Regions from separate parts of the Sus scrofa genome. Here region 1 is linked to region 2. Evidence: chromatin contacts called from public Hi-C data. All regions are on one chromosome and are shown on one strand. The core of a region is the stretch at or near the end of the contact, and the rest is flanking DNA. Distances in the headings are between cores, read along the strand shown. Region 1 holds the start of LARP7 (La ribonucleoprotein domain family member 7). Region 2 has its middle 120 kb from the start of LARP7.

Evidence for each region. Hi-C and Micro-C count contacts between places; a contact is called where the count stands out from the background.
Region 1: a contact with region 2 is called in a Hi-C map of brain, with 7 times the contacts expected there. The contact joins the promoter of LARP7 here to the enhancer-like site in region 2. A contact is called at or near these places in 3 of 5 promoter capture datasets (fetal liver, fetal skeletal muscle and liver), 28 of 47 Hi-C or Micro-C datasets (alveolar macrophages, blood, brain and 14 more) and 2 of 2 datasets of contacts at active chromatin or transcription factors (alveolar macrophages and skeletal muscle).

What each region holds. Positions count from the first base shown.
Region 1 is chr8:110,087,224-110,093,426 of Sscrofa11.1, reverse strand. It overlaps LARP7 (La ribonucleoprotein domain family member 7), which reads left to right and starts at 3,638. Exons shown (of 15, transcript NM_001243815.2): 1 at 3,638-3,790. It overlaps ZGRF1 (protein ZGRF1), which reads right to left and starts at 3,507. Exons shown (of 26, transcript XM_021101668.1): 1 at 3,175-3,507.
Region 2 is chr8:109,968,240-109,973,911 of Sscrofa11.1, reverse strand. No RefSeq gene overlaps it. Among named protein-coding and RNA genes, the nearest start is that of LARP7, 120 kb to the left of the region's middle. Within about 2 kb of position 3,706, at least 5 of the 83 cell types and tissues checked have an H3K27ac peak or open chromatin away from gene starts, as enhancers often do. A contact at or near this core is called in brain and epiblast stem cells, where this site is marked.

The DNA.
Region 1 (6,203 bases), core at 2,389-4,888, 120 kb before region 2:
ACTTGTTAAATCATAAAATCTGGGGTTGCGGCCCAATAGCCTGTAATTTAACAAGTCCTGCAGGTGACAGAGATAGGTTCTTAAGTTTGAAACCTAGGAGGATTCAATAAAGCTACCATTTGTCATTCTGGATTGAATTCATCCTTTATGCATACAAAACATACAAAAATGGGCCACCTACTAATTATAAATTACATATGTTTAGTACTTACTGTGTACCAGACATTGTGCTAGGCCAAGAAACTAAAATGAACAAAATACTATTCCTAGTCTCAAATAATTTTCAGTATAGCAGGGTAATAACAGTAATTACGATAAAATAAAGCAGGGTTAAGCACAGGATAGGCACCTAAGTTGGTCCAGGGCATCAAACAATGCTTCCTGAAGGACATGTCTAAACTGTAAAATAACCATTAACCAAGGAAAAAGGCCAGGGACGATTATTTCCAAATAGAAATCAACATGCACAAAGGCCTGTGGAAGTTACAGCAAGGCATAATCCAGGAGTTCTAGTAATTCAAGTGTCAGATAGTGAGTTGTGAGATATAAGACTGAAAAAGTGAGCAGTAACAGGATGCAAAGGGTCTTCCATTTTATGCTAAGTAATATGTACTTTCTATAAGGACAGTAGGAAGCCAAGGCAGGATTTTTTTTTGGTCTTTTCTAGGGCCGCACCCGCGGCACATGGAGGTTCCCAGGTGAGGGGTCTAATCAGAGCTGTAGCCGACGGCCTACCCCAGAGCCACAGCAACGCCGGATTCTTAACCCACTGAGTGAGGCCAGGGATGGAACCCACAAACTCATGGGTCCCAGTTGGATTCGTTAACCACGGCGCCACGACAGGAACTCCAAGGCAGGATTTTAAGAATAAGATTACACATGTGACTTGGGTTTTACAAAGATTCCTCTGGCCACCAAATAGAGAAAGGATGGGGTAAGGGGTTGGCAAATGATATGAAAACTTGCCCTATGACATAGTTCATAGGACATGACCTAGACCTACAGAGGCACTGCCTTTCAGAAATGTGACTCCCAGATTTCCCGGCATGGCTCAGTGGAAACAAATCCGACTAGGAACGATGAGGTTGCGAGTTCGATTCCTGGCCTCGCTCAGTGGGTCAAGGATCCAGCGTTGTCATGAGCTGTGGTGTAGGTTGCAGATGCGGCTGGGATCTGGTGTTGCTGTGGTGTGGGCTGGCAGCTGTAGCTCCGATTAGACCCCTGGCCTGGGAACCTCCATATGCCACAGGTGTGGCCCTAAAAAGCAAAAAAAAAAGAAACCCAAAAATAAAACAAAACAAAACTCCTATATCCTATACCCCTCCCCTCCAGCCCACAGGATTGCTAGATGCCTAATGAATGTCAAGAAGATAATGGAGAGATCCAGAGAAACATATTCACTCACTGCTGCTTATACAGCACCATATCTCTAGCCACAGAATAAGTTAGATATCCTATACACATAGATGAGACTACATGGTGTCAACATAATATTTGGCATGCGGCAGTTATTAACATTAGATCTCTTTAATAATAATAGTTATTACTTATTCAGCGCAATTATATGCTAGATACTGTTAAAATGCTTAAAATGTTCATACCTTATGGTATAGATATTTTAGTATTGATTTTACAAAAAGAAAACTGAGATATATAACAGATGAATAACTTGCCTAAGACCATAAAGTAAATAAATGGCAGATTCAGAATTCAAAACTAAGTAGTCTAAATTTTGGAGCTCACATTTGCATATGACTATTTACCTAATACCTACTGTGTCAGGCAGGAATGGGACTAGATACTTTATATATAATATTTATCAGTCTCATAACCCTGAATAGTAGTTATTATCATCACAATTTACAGATTAGGAATCCAGTATTTACTAATTTAGGATTACTTTTAGGCTGTCTAGGAATTACAAAATAAATTCCCCCATTGTTTTCCTAAATTAGAAATATTATACGTGAGATTTAAATTTAAAAGGAACTGAGAAGGAGTTCCCGTGGTGGCTCAGTGGTTAACAAATCTGACTAGCATCCTTGAGGTCTCAGTTCTATCCCTGGCCTTGCTGAGTGGGTTAAGGATCCTGTGTTGCCCTGGGCAGTGGTGTAGGTTGTAGACTTGGCTTGGATCCTGTGTTGCTATGGCTGTGGCTTAGGACAGCTGCTACAGCTCTGATTCAGCCCCTAGCCTGGGAACCTCCATATGCCGTGGATGAGGCCCTAAAAAGAAAAGAAAACAAAAAAAAAAAGGAACTGAGAAGGTCCAAAGATTCATAAATGGAAAATTAAGATTATAGGATTAGCAGTTTTCGTTGTGGCTCAGCAGATTAAGAACCTGACCTTGTCTCAATGAGGATGCTGGATTCCATCCCTGGACTCACTCAGTGGGTTGCAACCTGCAGAGTACGTCGCAGATGTGGCTCAGATCCGGTGTTGCCCTGGCTCTGGATAGGCTCCAGCTGCAACTCCGATTCATTCAACTCCTAGTCCAGGAACTTCCATAGGCTGCAGGTGTGCTGGAAAAAGAAAAAAATTATAGGATTAAACCTTAAAAAAAAATCTAACTTGATCTTAAAATACTTAAGAGGTGTATTTGCCACAGTCAAAAGTGAGTCAATAGGAAAAATGTTTTCAGCCAGCAGCATCATATATATGAGATGCAAAGATAAAAATGCTGAAAATCTTCATCTCTCCTCATCTGTGAAACAATTCAAATGTTGACATATCTATAATGGGTGAAAACTTCATGTTCAAAAAGTTTTTGGCATAGAGACCCCAGATGTTCTGTGATAATTACATAAGTACAAAAATGCGTATCTTCATACATATACATAAGGTGTTACGCTGTTTCATTGATATATATATATATATATATTCAGTGTTTTCACTAAAAAATGAACTATTCTTTTGCTAAGTTTGACGAGATGTTTTTGGTCCTGTTGTTTTGGAACAGGCCGGATCTTTCGAATCCCTAAATAGTTCACAGATGTAAGAGTTTAAGAGTCACGAATCATATACCCTGTTAAGAAACCACCCTGTGCAGATAAGTAAAAGCCCATATTTCATTTGAGAACACTAATTACCATAATCCTGTGTAACCAAATGACAATGGAGAATTGACCCTTCGTCAGTCCTAAAAAGAAACAGCAAAACCGTCTTTGGTTCTCACATGTATGCGGGAACTGCAAAGCAGAGATTGGAGAAGGCGAGGAAGACGGGGCACCAATTATTGCAAGTTGTTCGACCAAGCTGTGAGCCAATCCTGTTCCACACGGTATCCTTATCGTCCGCTTCTGGCGGAGCAAACTTCTTCGTCCAGTCGCGCCAAAATCAGCGACACCGCCTCTCGCCTCTTACTCCCCAGAAACCCCGGGAAACAGCTCATTTCACCCGGCCATTGCACAAAATCCACTTTCGAATCTCTCCCGCGAAAAGCCCTTGACGTCATCAACTCGCGACCACACCAAATCAAGACCCACTATTTAGCCCGCCCACCACTGCCCCAACCAGAACTGCCGTTTTCAAACCGCCAATCAAATTCTTTGCTGGATGCGAGCCTCTGAGGCGGCCGCGATCTCCGAGGCCCCGCCCCCATGCCGAGCCAGCCCACGCCTGTGACGTCTACGACGGACGCACAGCCTCTGGGCCTGTCTTTTCCGAGGCGTAGCGAAGGACGGTGTCGCTCATCCTATGACGCGGAAACAACCACGACTCTAAGGATCGGGAGACGGGAAGGATTGAAGGACGCAGTCTCTGGCCCTACTCTATTTTGGGAATTGGACGGAGTAAGTTCTAAGTGGACTATGGGGTTGCCCTGGCTAGGTGAGATCTAAAGTCCTCAGTGCTTTTTCATGCAGTCCATTCTATCATCTGTCGTCCTTCTCGCCCTGCCCCCTCCCACGAGTCCATCACTTCGCCTGTCCTAGTTCTCTCTGCGCACGCGCAAAAGTCCTCTGGCAGTCTTTGTAGTTCCAATCCTCAGTGGTTGGGGGCGCTTGTTGTCCGATGTTGGCAGGTTTAGGGCAGCCCCGCATTTTCTGCTTCCACGCGGAAGGACGAGAGGGTAAATAGCTTTGCTTCGCAGGTTTGCCTTTTGGTGGCAGGAGGCTAACGAATGTGAGAGTTTGTAATTTAAAATTAAGTCATTTTCTCGTTTAGAACTTTGCGCCTTGTCATTCGAAGAACTAAAAGTCCAATTAGGGAAAAGAGCCAACAAGTAAGAACTAAATAGTGTATGAGTGCACTAATAAATACGTAAGGGAAAATAGATGAGGCCATTAATTAGGGAACACGTGGTAGTGGAAAGCTGCAGAGAGTAAAATGCCATTTAACCTGAGCTTTAAAAATTGAATAGGAGTTTATAAAGCAAGGAAGATGAGAAGACTCATTTAAAGCAAAGGCATGGAGACAAAGTGTGTGGGTATCGCTAAATAGTCAACTGTGACTAGTGTTTCTTAACCTTTATGGCATCCATTTACTTGTTAAAAAAATCTGTCGTTGATGGGGGAAAAAAATGTAATGTATACATGTAAGGATAACTTGATCCCCTTGCTGTACAGTGGGAAAAAAAAAAAAAATCTATCATTGAGCCTCCCAGGAAAATGCATGTATATATTAAACCATTTTGCTATAATTTTTTTGAAAGAAAAGGTGTGAAAGACATTGAAGTGGCCAAGAAAAAAATAAAACTAGATGTCTTGTCTAGCTTACTCTTCCAGGTTATCTCTGTCTTTCATTGTCACTTAATTTGTACAAGAGTCATAATTTTACCTTTTCATTAAAATTTATCTTTTAAAATTTTCCTGGGATTCACAAGAAATCTTAAAACCCACCTCAAATTCCATAGACTGCAGATTAAGAGTTCCTGAGTCAGAGCATTGACTGCATGGTGACAGGTTGCAAGAGTTTCTACTAAAAGGTAGGCAGTGTGGAAGTCAAGCATACCTGAGCTTGCTTACTTACCTAGCTTTAGCCAAGTTACTTAACCTTTGAACCTTCATATAAAGGAGTTAAAAGAAACAACCCAAAGGGGTTGTGAGGATTAAAACCCTGTATGTAAAGTAACGGCATTGTTACACAGTAACTTTTATTCTTTGCTAAAGCCCATGAAGTCCCTTGGTTTATTTAACAGTTTTTTTTAAATATATATATGTATATATTCAGTTATAAGAAGATGCTAAGGAATTTCTAATGTTGAAAGTTTTAACATCAGGATCACAAAATTAGATCTGTTTTAGACATGTTACACAGCTTCTGTGAAGAATGGATGACTTCTAGAACAATTTATAAACTGTTTCTATTATGGGGACAGTAGTTGTGGAAAACGTTAGATGGAGCTAAAAGGCCTTTCGCAGGTTGAATTGGTAGGACTTAATGACAGATTGGCAAATGATAAAATGATAATAATGGTTCCAAATTACTGAGTGTGCACTATATAGCAGCCATGTTTAGTGTTTTATTTACATTATTTTGATGAATTCTTACAACAAGCTATTAGGTAGGTCTAATTTTAATAAACATTTTATAGACCTCAGAAAGATGAGGTAATTTGCTCAAGATCCATACAGCTAGTAAATAGCTTGATTGGCTAAGTAGAATATGTCATCCTTAAATAAAGTGAGGATGGTGAGAACAGACATGGGTAGGAAAAATAAAAGTTTGATTTGAAATGTATGGGTGACAGTAGACACATTTGTTACCATTCATAAGACATTGAGAAAGTAAACTGAAGATAAAAATTATAGCAGAAGTGCTTCCGTGTACTTCCTGATCTTCCGCAGCTATTGTGTAGGGAAGCTAACTTGTCCTATAGCTTGTTATTTTCTATTTGATGCATGTCTTCCTCTAAAATGAAGGTATATTTGGTAATCTACAGAATATATGTTTAAGATCGAAAATTACAGATAAGTGTTATTCATAGCAGGCAAGATTTTCTGAACTTAATTCTTCAAGCCACCAAAAAATCCTTAGGAAAAGGAAAGGAGACTATTTATGCTGAGATGTGAGAATGATCAGAAAAATCTAATTTCTGGGAGAATTGTGATTTTTGTGCTTATGCAGTTCTGTCCACTATTTTCTTAGATGATGGCTTTGACAATGAAAAGAATTAGAGAGCTGCTAACCTGCCCTTTATAATTTGTAGTTTTTCAGAAGGGAAAGTTAGATCCTGCTGTAGTGACAATCAGAGCTACATTTGTA
Region 2 (5,672 bases), core at 2,457-4,956:
TTAGTCAACTCTAGTCACCTTCTAACACGTTTTTCTTACGTCCATAATTTTTTACTTGGCAACTCAAGGAAGATGCCTCCCACCTCAAACTTTTTTGATTCCCTGGTGTTCATGAAAGAGAACCATTTAAACAGATCCATAGTAAATAAGCCTGTTTTCTTCCATGCAGTAGAGCATGGATACTATGAGGTTTTATTTTATCTGTAAGGGCATTCACTTTCTCTTGAAGGAAGTAGATACTGAAGGGATAAGCCTCAGTTAACTGAAGAGTAATTAATAGGAGGAGTCTGTGTTTATAGAAAGCCCCCAGAGCCCCCGGTCCCATTCCACAGAATCCGTGATGGAGCACATCACAGAAGACAAAGGGGAAGGGATAGCCCTTCAGACAGAAACTCACTAAGTAAGAAATATCCTCCTCTTTTTTTTTTTTTTCCAGAAAAATCACCCTTCAGACTTTTATGTACTCAGGTCTGGGTGAGTCATAACTGCAGACAGGAATCTCGGCACACAGCCTGTTAACCAGATTCATTCTTTGCTATCTAATACTACTTATTGTTTGCTATCTAATTACTGTTTACTGCTAATATAACAATTTGTATCTATTATATGCGTCTGTGGGCGAGGCGATTTTTCCAAAGCTCTTTCTGCCACCAGCCAGCACAGTCTTTCCAATCTCAGCAGATGGAACGAGACCTGTGCTCTGGGCCCAGGAGAAACCCCCAGGTGAGGCCTTGAGAGGCAGTGAGGTACACTATGAAGGAAAGGTCCCAGGGCTAGGGAAAAAATCCTGGAACCGAGGACAGAGGAAGGTGAGGCACCAAGCTCGTTGGGAGGTTATTGAGTACAGCATTGCTATGAAATGAAGGCAGTGGTGGGAAAGAGAGACCCAGCCAGGAGTGTTGCTTAGAAACGAGGGAAGGATGGCGTTCCCGTCGTGGCTCAGTGGTTAACGAATTCAACTAGGAACCATGAGGTTGTGTGTTCTATCCCTGGCCTTGCTCAGTGGGTTAAGGATCCGGCGTTGCTGTGAGCTGTGGTGTAAGTCGCAGACATGGCTTGGATCCCGCGTTGCTGTGGCTCTGGCGTAGGCTGGTAGCTACAGCTCCAATTTGACTCCTAGCCTGGGAACCTCCACATGCCGAGGGATTGGCCCTAGAAAAGGCAAAAAGACCAAAAAAAAAGAAAAAAAAGAGGGAAGGAGCAGCTGTGAGCACCTTCGAAGGCCAGGCCTAGAATGAACTAGAGGCACCTATTGCCCAAAAGTTAATAACCCAGAGAGCAAGTGTCTGTCTTGTTTCATTCTTTTCCCACATTTGAGTGGGGCGCTCACTTACACATGTAATCTAATGAGGTCAAGGATCCCAGAGTGAGGTTCCTAACAGTGTCCCGTATAGAACTCAGAAGACCGATGAATGCCCCGGCCCCCCCGCCTGATTTTGTCTTCCTATGAAACTAATTGGAGTTCCCTGGTGGCTCAGCAGGTTAAGGATCTGGTGTTGTCACTGCCGTGGTTCTGGTTACGGCTCTGGGGAGGGTGGGGGAGAAAAAAAAAAAGCCTACAATTTCTGGGAGTGTGTATCAGATTTTACCATGTATACAAGCAGTCTTGGCTTCGGGGTTTATCCTCAGGTAATAAGTCCTAAGAATTATAGCAGAAACACCAGAGCATACCCCAAACTTTATTTGCCCTATTTTTTTTTTTTTTTTTTTTTTTTTGATAGCAGGCTTCCTAGCTCTGCTGTAACATCCCTTTGTGAACCCTCAGCACATCCTCCACAAGAAAAGGTCCAAAACTTTGCCCCACTTCTTAAGTCCTTAACAACTCCCTTGGGATTCCTTATGCAGATGGACCTCACTTCCTACTTTGGAGATAAGATCTCTGCCATCTGGTGTAAGCTCCTTCCACACTTTAGGTATCTCAGGGTGCATTCCTGTCCCTACATTTTTGCTCAAGTTGTTTCCTTCACCAGCACCACCCCCACCTCCGCTTCTAATTCCATCCCTTCCCCCCTGCTACTTAATCCTTCTCATCCTTTGGGATCTAATCTAATCCATAACTCCTCTGCAAAGTTTTCCCTGATGTTTCCTGCCCACAATGATATCTGTCCTCTTTGAATTTCAATGAAGTCTGTCATAAAAAGTCTTAGAATGACTAAACTGGCAGCTCCTTAAGTCGCCTTCCAGTCTAACCTCATCGGTTTAGGTATTTGCCTAGTCCTTGAGCTAGTTAATGGCTGAGCCAGGACTAGACCTCTGTTTTCTCATTCCCAAGGCTGTGTTAGCTGCATCAGGATATGTTAAAAATTAAAGCCCAAGTGTTTCTTCTCTTACAGGGTGACTGACTCTGGTATATGGCATTCTAAGTACTGGCAGCTTTCCTCTGTCTTTGCAGGCATGGTCACATTTCATATTGCTACTTTTCCTTGGAGGAAGGGGCTGGCCTGGTTTGTGGGAGGCCGTTGGGTTTAGCAGGGAGAGCTTGAGACTGGAGAAACAAGGGATCTGGGTTGGGAGGACAGATATCAACTGGCTCTCAGAGAGCTGACGACTTCCTTCTTTGTTCTATTTCCATACCTTGAACAATCTTCTCTTATTGCTTGGGCCTTGACAAAACTGATTTCCAAGAGTTCACAGGTTCTTTCTTCCACTGGACTGTGACCAGCTTGAGGACAGGTCCATGAAGGCATCAATATCCTTTGCATGGCATAGTAATTCAACCCCAGTTAAAACTGGTTCACCTGCACTGAAGTTACAGCCTCTCTCTGGGCCCCAGTTTCCTTTTTGCCATAAAATAACACTTTTGCTTCTAATGATTTCTAAAATCCTTTTTAGTTCTAAATCTCTATAAGCAGACAAAAGCTTCTTGTAAATCAAAAGCAGAGGTAGCTGTCAACTTGTGGGCTGAGTTGGGTCCATGTTATGTTTTTGTTACATGTGTTTTGGGGGCTCAGTTATGTCAAAAATTATCAGTACCAAGTGGTAAAAGCCGTCACATCAACATATGGATTTCTAGGAGTTTCCTTCATGGCTCAGCGGTTAACTGAACCCGACTAGTGTCCATGAGGGTGTGGGTTTGATCCTTGGCCTCGCTCAGAGGGTTAAGGATCTGGTGTGGCTGTGGCTGTGGCTGGAGCTACAGCTCCGATGCCACCCCTCACCTGGGAACTTCCATATGCTGCAAGTGTGGCCCTGAAAAGCAAAAAACAAAACAAAACAAAACAAAGCAAACCCCAAACCACGAAAAACCTCAGATCACCAGATGTGCAAATCAAATGTACCATTTAAGATGTTTTTTTCAGGCTCACCTAGTTTATTATATAGATCTGCCTTTACTAATTTTTAGAATAAGTGTCTGTTTTAATTTTGAGCTAAAGTATACTGTTGTCCTTGTATTAAGTTTTGTTGGAAAAATAGCAATAGAGCCCTAGCCTCCATAAAATCATAGCCTCTTGAGAGTGGAAAGAGAAACTTGTACATAGTTTATAGCGAAACAAACTGAGATGCGGGAGGGCTTTTCTCTGCTATCTCTTTGACAATTTCATAGAGTTCAATCAATGACATTAAGTTCTTGTGTGTGAGAAGGTGCAAGGACCCTTCCAGCCCTTAACTGCTGACAGACCCGGCAGGTTGGGAGGAGGCATAAACAGAGAGGGGAGGTGCGAGGTAGTGTGAGGTGGAGGAGAGGGGGGTGGCTGTGTTAAAGCCACAAAGTGAAGACAAAAAGTGAGGGGGGTGCCGCAGTTCAAAAAGACTGGGAGCATAACAAGTAACCTACTGATGACTCAGAGGGCACTTACTGAGCATTATTTTCCCCCTCTGATTTGCAACCTTGCCTAGCCTTGCCAATCCTGGTAAATCTCTTTATTATTTCCTAACCATTGTGTTCGTAAGTTTTCTACATTATTTATCTAGGTAACATCATCTTCTTTATTAGGCGGTATTATTAAAGTGATTCATTATGTTTCCGGATGGGTTTTAAAAGGCAAGAAAATATCCTCTACTCCTTAATAAAAATAATAACTGTGAGTGGAAAATGTAGTCTGGGCAGGCAGAGTTCCTTTAATTAAGGGCCTTCCTTGCTGGGAGCTCAGCTAGCGCCTGCCTGAGTCAGGAATGCAAGATTGACGTCTGGCTAAGAAAGCCTTCACCAAGCGAAAATGGGATCCAGCGTCAAGCCAGTGCACAAAGGGGCTGGAAAAGAAAATAATCACTGGTGGTCTCGTTCTGTATTGCTGCGAAACTCTTTTTCTGTATTTCAAAGCCATGTCCAAGTATTTCTTGTAAACAGAGAGACCGTATTTTGTAAGATTATCAAGAAATTGATATTATTTATTCCCCGGTAATACACACGCACAAACCCATGCATTTTAAAATATGCCTGTACATAAATATCTCCATACAAATATACAAGAATCTGCCTAGAATTGCCTGGAAACAGAGACAAGTCTGGGATAGGAGGGACCTTTCCTCTTCATTCTATCCTTTTCTGCATTGTTTTCTTTACTGTGTACATGTAATGCAATGCAGCGTAAATGAAAAAGAATGAGTTTTTGTGAAAGTGGGGCTAGAGTGTTTTAAGTCAATCCCTGACTTGTCATTTCACCTTTTCCATCTGTGATTATGTCATTCTGCCATTCCCGTGTTACAATTTCTTCGTTAGCAGTTTAGCTTGGCGCTTTCCTTGAGTTGTCTTAATGGCAGTGACATTTCTTATCATGAACTTTCTAACGATATTAATGAGAATCTATGTTAATGCCCCACCATGTGTCAGGCACGGGTCCAAGCAATTTACGTGTATTAAGTCCCACAAACCCCAGGGAGATGGGATCTACTATCATCTGTGGTTTTATAGAGGAGGTAGTGGAAGAAGTAGAGCTAGGGTTGATAATAGATCACTTCTGAACAGTTCATCTTTTTCTTGGTGTTTTTCATCACCTTACTAAGTAATCCACAGTTTACCGGTGTTTTGCCTGCTAGGTTTCAGGGTGAATCGTATTTTTGTGTCTGTAGCCGTCTTGTCATAACACAGGAGTAGAGTCTGTGGACTGAGAAATGGTCTGTGTGGTGAAAGACAGACATTTAAAGGGCTTTATAATTTTGGGTTAGTAATGGTAGGAAAAGAAAACGTTTTCCTTGACCCTCGTCGGGTTCCTGGCTGGGTCTGAAAAAAATGAGACCGACATGACAGATTATAGGAGAAAGTATACAAATGTATTTAATGTCTTAGATGACATAGGAGCCTTTTTAAGGAAAGATCTGTAGAGGTTAAACCTGGGTGTCTTTATTTTTTGAGATCTCACTGTATTGATTCAGTAAAATCTAGATTGCTTGTTTAAAAACAAAAACAAAACCCAAAACACCTGAGTGTCTTTATGCTCAGTGGATAAGGGGAAACTTAGCGAGGCCTGTCCATTCAGTTTCCTCTCTGTGCTCTTTTCTCTTTGGAGATGGGGCGCCCCTTTCCTCTGGCTGTAGGGGAGGCATCTCTCACAGGAGGAATTTAAGGGGAAGGTTAGAAAGTTCTCAGATTCCTTCAGCTTAGAAGGTTTAATAAGTCAAAGTGCCACATTTTGCATATCGGGTCCCGATTATGAACGTTGTCACAATCCTGCCAAAGATGCCGTGTTTTAGGTGTGTGGCTCTGCATCACATACACATTTTAACCTTATGTT